Regions from separate parts of the Ovis aries genome. Here region 1 is linked to region 2. A link is a contact called in public Hi-C data. All regions are on one chromosome and are shown on one strand. Each heading gives the region's core, a stretch centred on a gene start, on an enhancer-like site or on the middle of the called end of the contact. The rest is flanking DNA. Distances are from core to core; before and after follow the strand shown.

Evidence for each region. Hi-C and Micro-C count contacts between places; a contact is called where the count stands out from the background.
Region 1: a contact with region 2 is called in a Hi-C map of skin fibroblasts, with 2.4 times the contacts expected there. The contact joins the promoter of IGFBP3 here to the enhancer-like site in region 2. A contact is called at or near these places in 5 of 16 Hi-C or Micro-C datasets (hypothalamus, liver, mixed tissues and 2 more).

The regions. Positions count from the first base shown.
Region 1 is chr4:77,776,760-77,779,459 of ARS-UI_Ramb_v3.0, reverse strand. It overlaps IGFBP3 (insulin like growth factor binding protein 3), which reads right to left and starts at 1,264. Exons shown (of 4, transcript NM_001159276.1): 1 at 853-1,264. The coding sequence starts at 1,261.
Region 2 is chr4:76,746,516-76,749,215 of ARS-UI_Ramb_v3.0, reverse strand. No RefSeq gene overlaps it. Among named protein-coding and RNA genes, the nearest start is that of TRNAK-CUU, 150 kb to the left of the region's middle. Within about 2 kb of position 1,340, at least 5 of the 54 cell types and tissues checked have an H3K27ac peak or open chromatin away from gene starts, as enhancers often do.

The DNA of each region.
Region 1 (2,700 bases), core at 15-2,514, 1.0 Mb before region 2:
AGAGGAAACCTGCACGGAGGGAAATTAGAAGGGGACTTCCATCCTTCCAGCCACGGATGTTGGGGCGGGCGGAGGCTAGCCTACTGTGCTTTGTCCAGCTGGAGGTTGGAGGTGGGGGCTTTTTCTCCTAGCCTTCAGCGATGTGGAAACTTCTTCACTCACAGGACTGAGGCTGGCTAAGCATGCTTCAAAGTTAGAGGAACACCTGCCACCTTCAGAGTCACTTTTTTCTGAACGTCAGGTTGTCCGACTGCAGAAGATATACCCGGTTCCCACCTCCCTGGTTTTGGGACACCCCTGGACGGGACACTGCTTTGCAAACTGTGGTCTGTGCATATCTCAGTACTTTTAAAGCCAGGTACCATTTCCTAGAACGTGCCTGCCCACATTCCCGGTCCAAATGCACCCGGTCCCGTCCCCTGCGCCTCTAGGTCCGCAAGAATCGTCTGCGCGGACACATTCGTTCTTAGTTCGTGGGAAACCCAAGTCCGAATTGTGCCAAACAGTACACGCCCACATTTCCGCGCGGCTCCTGCATGAATGGCCGGAGAATCTCCTCCGTCCAGGGCCTCTCCATTGACCACTAACCTCCAAATCTGCTCCCTCCCTCCCCAGGGAATCTATAATCCGTTTTCGCGGGAAGAGTTTTACAATTTACAAGAACGCGCAACTCAAAGAACGAAGAGAGAAGAAGGCCGGTCGGGGAGGGTATCTCCGGCAAGCGCCCTCGCGTCTTGAGGCTTCAGCTTTCCCATGTACAACCCTTGGGGCGGGAAGAGCTACGAAGGAGCACCACCTCTGACCTTGGCCCAGGGGTGCGCTTCGGCAGCGCATCTGGCGCGGGCAGCTCACCTGGCGCGGGTGGCGCGGGCAGCAGGTAGGGGCTCAGGCGGCCGACGGCGCTGGCGTTGGCGCAGAGCCCGCGGCCGTCCAACAACGCGTGTAGCGGGCGCGGATCGCCAGGCGGCGGCTGGCAGCGGAGGCCGGAGCCACAGCGCTCGGTGTAGACGCCGCAAGGCTGACCCTCGCGCAGCGCGCAAGTGAGACAGCAACCGCAGCCCGGCTCGCGCACCAGCTCGGCGCACGGGGGCGACGGGGGCGGCGGCGCGCACTGGGCAACGGCACGCGCGTCGCACGGCTCGCAGCGCACCACCGGGCCGGCGCCCACCGTGCCCGCCCCAGCTCGTGCCGCCGGCGGTCCACGGAGCAACGCCAGCGCGGTCAGAGCCGCAGCCCAGAGCGCGGGGCGTGCCCGCAGCATGGCGCCCGCCGCGGGGGCCGGATGCTCGTCCGGCCGCGGGGCGCGGGGACTGGGCGGCAGCGAGCTGAGCGACGCTGTAGGAGCGGGGCTGGCAAGGGCTGGCCCTCAGCGTGGAATAGCTGCCGCGCTCGCATCTGGGCGGTCCGGGGAGCGCCGGCCGCTATATAGGAGCCGGGCGGCCGAGGACACGCCCCGGAACGGCGCGCCGGCTGCGGGGAGGGGAGCGGGGGCGGGCCGGCGCAGACCCGGCTCCGCAGACCCGCGCCAAGCCTTGTGTTGCAGGGTCAAGGGCGGGGGCGCATAGCCCGCGGCCGCAGCGGCAGGCACCTGTTTCGCTACCGCAAGCTCGGTGCCCCCCCCCCCCTCCCGACAATCCCTCCATTCCCGGAAACCTGGCAGCCCCACCAGTCTGCAGTCCCAGGTGCCTCCGGCCACCCAGGAGTCTTGGTCACCCCGGGATCTCTGGCGCCCCAGGCCACGCCAGCGACTCTGACCTGGGCCACTCCCTTGCAGCCGCCCTTCCCTCTCTGTGTCCCAGGTTGAGGTCACTCCGCGTCGAAATGGTGTCAAGGAAACTGGTGAGCGCAGCTTCTCACCGTGTGTACTTTGCAAAGCTTTGAAAATTTTAATTCCTCGGGTCGGGGGGTGGAGGATGAATTTCTGAATGAGGATTCCCGATTCGCATCTAAGTCTCAGGGAGCCAAGGACTTGGGGCTTTACCACATGCAGCCCGCTCCCCACAAATGCGCCTCTGCAGGTGCTCACGTGGTCTTCGCTCTTTCCAGATAAGACTTCTCAGTGCCTTGAGGGTTCGCACTTTCCGGGTGTCTGCAAGTCCCTGGTTACTAAAATGGACCGGCGGCAAATGGTTACTTAGAGGGTTTCTCAGAAATTTGACACGCTTGTCTTTGTTTTAGGTATTTTCCCTGATGAGGTTTTCAAATAGAGCTTATATTCACAACAAAAGAATATAAAAAAAACAATAAACCGAGCATTGCTGAAGTGTAATTAATAACTGAACAGTCCTTAAAATTGGTGATATTCACTGTCTTTTTTTTTCAGGCTAGTTTTTTTTTCAAGTTCCCAGCGGTGCGTTGAAATGGAGACTCTGGGAGTCTCGCTCGTCTGTGTAATCTGAACACCTCGCATTACACAGGGCGGGCGGGGGGCGGGCGGGGGGCGGGAGCGGCGGGGTGGTGAGCCGAAGGGCACAATTGCTCCCCGAAGTCTCCGCGAATCCGGTGGGCCAGCTCCGTGCGGGTCAATGGTGTCTGCCCTCCCCTTCCTTAGGTGACCAACAGAGGACGCCAGTGGTCCAGGATTAAATTGGGAATTATCAATACACTTTCAAGGTTCTTAAAAAGAGCCTGTGGATAAGCAGTGGCAACCCGCGATACCACCACGCAGCGGACTCTCCTGGACGCTGCGGAAAACAGATA
Region 2 (2,700 bases), core at 91-2,590:
ATCTTGTGTGTCTGTCCTTTTGCACACAGGTGCCTCCGTAGATAGACTAGTGAGAAATGAATCCCTCCATAGGTCAATTACCACACGAGAAATGCACACTTGGGTATCCCCAGGATTCCCCAATTCCTGCTCTTGAGAAAGGAACCAAAGGCTGTGCTGGGACAGTCACTTCAGCCCTGCCAGAACCCCCCCAGTCATCTATGGGCAAGACCTTCTGTGGCCCCCACTCAGACAGCATGGCCTTCCATTACTGGGAGAACGCCACTGTCAAGCCCAAGTTGGCCAAAGTGTGGGTGCTACTTCACATCACATCGGGTAGGGCTGTCATCAGGGCAAATTAAAACCAAGCAGAGAAAGAGCACACATCTGAGTGGACTCAGCCATCGGGTTCTGCAATTTTCATCTCATTACTATTCAGATAATTGACATAAGGTCAGATCAGAATATAAAGGCACCTTATACAGCCTCACAGCTGCCAACTGCCAACAAAGCACCCAAATCAGCACCAATCTAGTCAATTTTCTGGTCAATGAATGATTTACAAGAGCTGAATTTCAAGTACGGATGAATACATTTTCTCTTTGAAATGACGTACAAAAGAAAAGATTATTTGCCAGGTAGAGTATAAGACTCTTTATCAGAAGATATCCACAGAAGAAAGACAAGTAAAGGACAGTCTTTACTATCAGATCTAAGTCTCCCAGCCCTAGTGGGCACTGAAGGAACTGGCCAGCCAGTGGACAGAATTTTCCTCTAACCTAACCACGTGACACTTAGAACCAAAGCAGCTATGTGGCTCAACACCTTCCAAACCTGCAGCCAGATCCTGGAACTTAACCTTGTGGGGACCAAGACCAGTCTGGGAAGGTCACTCTGAACAGTGAATGTCCACATTCTGAGGGCACAGCCAGCTGAAGCTCCTGTCCCAGACCAGAGAGTGTAACCTCCCCTCCCCCTAAGGAGAAGCAACTCGGACCCTCCTGTCCAAGAAGGGGAGCAGGAGGTTAGCTAGAGGGTGGGGTTGCTGGGTTTCCTCGCTCAGAAGGAACCCCTCCATCCTCAGCTAACCACTGTGCAGGGAAGTCAGCCTGGGAGGCAGGGGAAACACTGAGGAAGAAGGGGGAGGGGAGCAGTCCCCCAAGCAAGTGATTGCCTGGATGCACTCACTTCAAAGACCTTGCAGGGGTCTTGCCCTTTGCCCAAATCCTCCAGACAGGGGGTCATACCTCCCTCATCACGGCTCCCTGAAGCTGTAGGTGCTTCTCCTCCAACACACATTCCTGTGGGAATCTCTCTGCCTTTTCCTGTGACCAGACTGTTGGCTTCTGGAAGACATGAATCAGCCCTTACTCACACAGGCACCACAAAGACGTGGTGCGATGGTGGGAACTAGGAGGACTCACCGTAGATAAGTAGCACAATGACCTCTGCAGACCTAGATGTCCTGAAATGCTCCCTTTCCAGGATTCCCTGAGTCAGAGGCAGGAACCTCCTTGGATGCAAAAGCACCAGGTCACTCAGCAGGGCTCCTGGGTCAAGGAGCCTGATCGCAGACTCCAAGGCCCTGCACATCTGGCCATAGAGCAAAAAGGCCAGAAGAATCCAACAACAGGGCCCTGTGTGCAGCCTAACTGGGAGGAAGGGCAGACAGACGGGAGTAGGCCGAATGTGTCTGTGGTGGGCAGGTGACGCAGCAACAAACATTGAAAGCCCCAGCAAAAAATGGAGCAGGACAGCGAAGCCAGTCATGGTTGGGAAGGAGGGCTGAGTCCCCAACAGGCACAGCGTAGCAGCCGCGTCATCACATCTCTGTCGGCTGCTCAGATAGACCATGCACGCGACACACGCGCTGTAAGGTAAGACTAGAAGGAGACACTGCTGGTTTCCCAAGCACGGGTATAGAAACTGGAGCTAATCTGCGCTTCAGACATGGATAAAAATTACCAGGAACTTTCATCTTCCTTGCTTTACTTTACGTGCAGGGAACTTTGCTGACCAATGAACCAGACCCTCCAGCCACCATCCCAGGAACCTTGCTGGAACTGGAGCCCACTGCCCGGGGCTCTGCTCGACGCTCAGACATCGCCATCTAGTGGTGAGGCTGTGCAAACAGCACCCACTCCTCCATGCATAAAACATGAGAATTCTTGTAAGAAATAAAGAGTTTTTTAATGCAAATTTTAAAATATTTTTCTTCCTTTGAAACAGAACATAATGAAACGGAACTTTGCTTTGGCCTTCTAGCCTCCTAAATAAAAGCGGATAATGAGAGAAAAACCATGTCAAGGATTTAACCAACCAGAAGTCAAGGAGTTAGCTCAGTGCTTTGTTTCAGATACTTTTCCCCCAAAAAACGGCATAATTCTTCTTTAATGAAGCACAAGACAAGAGATAAAGCAGTGAAATTTAAACTTCGCATTAGTGTGCAGATTCCTTCTCGGTCATTTTCCAGGGAGAGGACACAAATTCTCTGAGGCACATACTCTTAATTGCAAAATGGGAAGAGCACCACTCGTTTCACAGGATTGAATGACAAGAAAGTGGGAGTGATCATGTGTACTCAACACTGGCTAACGGACTCCACCCAGGAGAGCACTGACCAGCCAACCCCAGGAGCATGCAGCTCTTGTTCTGTGCAGTGCCTAAAGCATTCCAAACAAATACAAAAAATCGTAGGAAAACCCATCCATTTTCCATGTG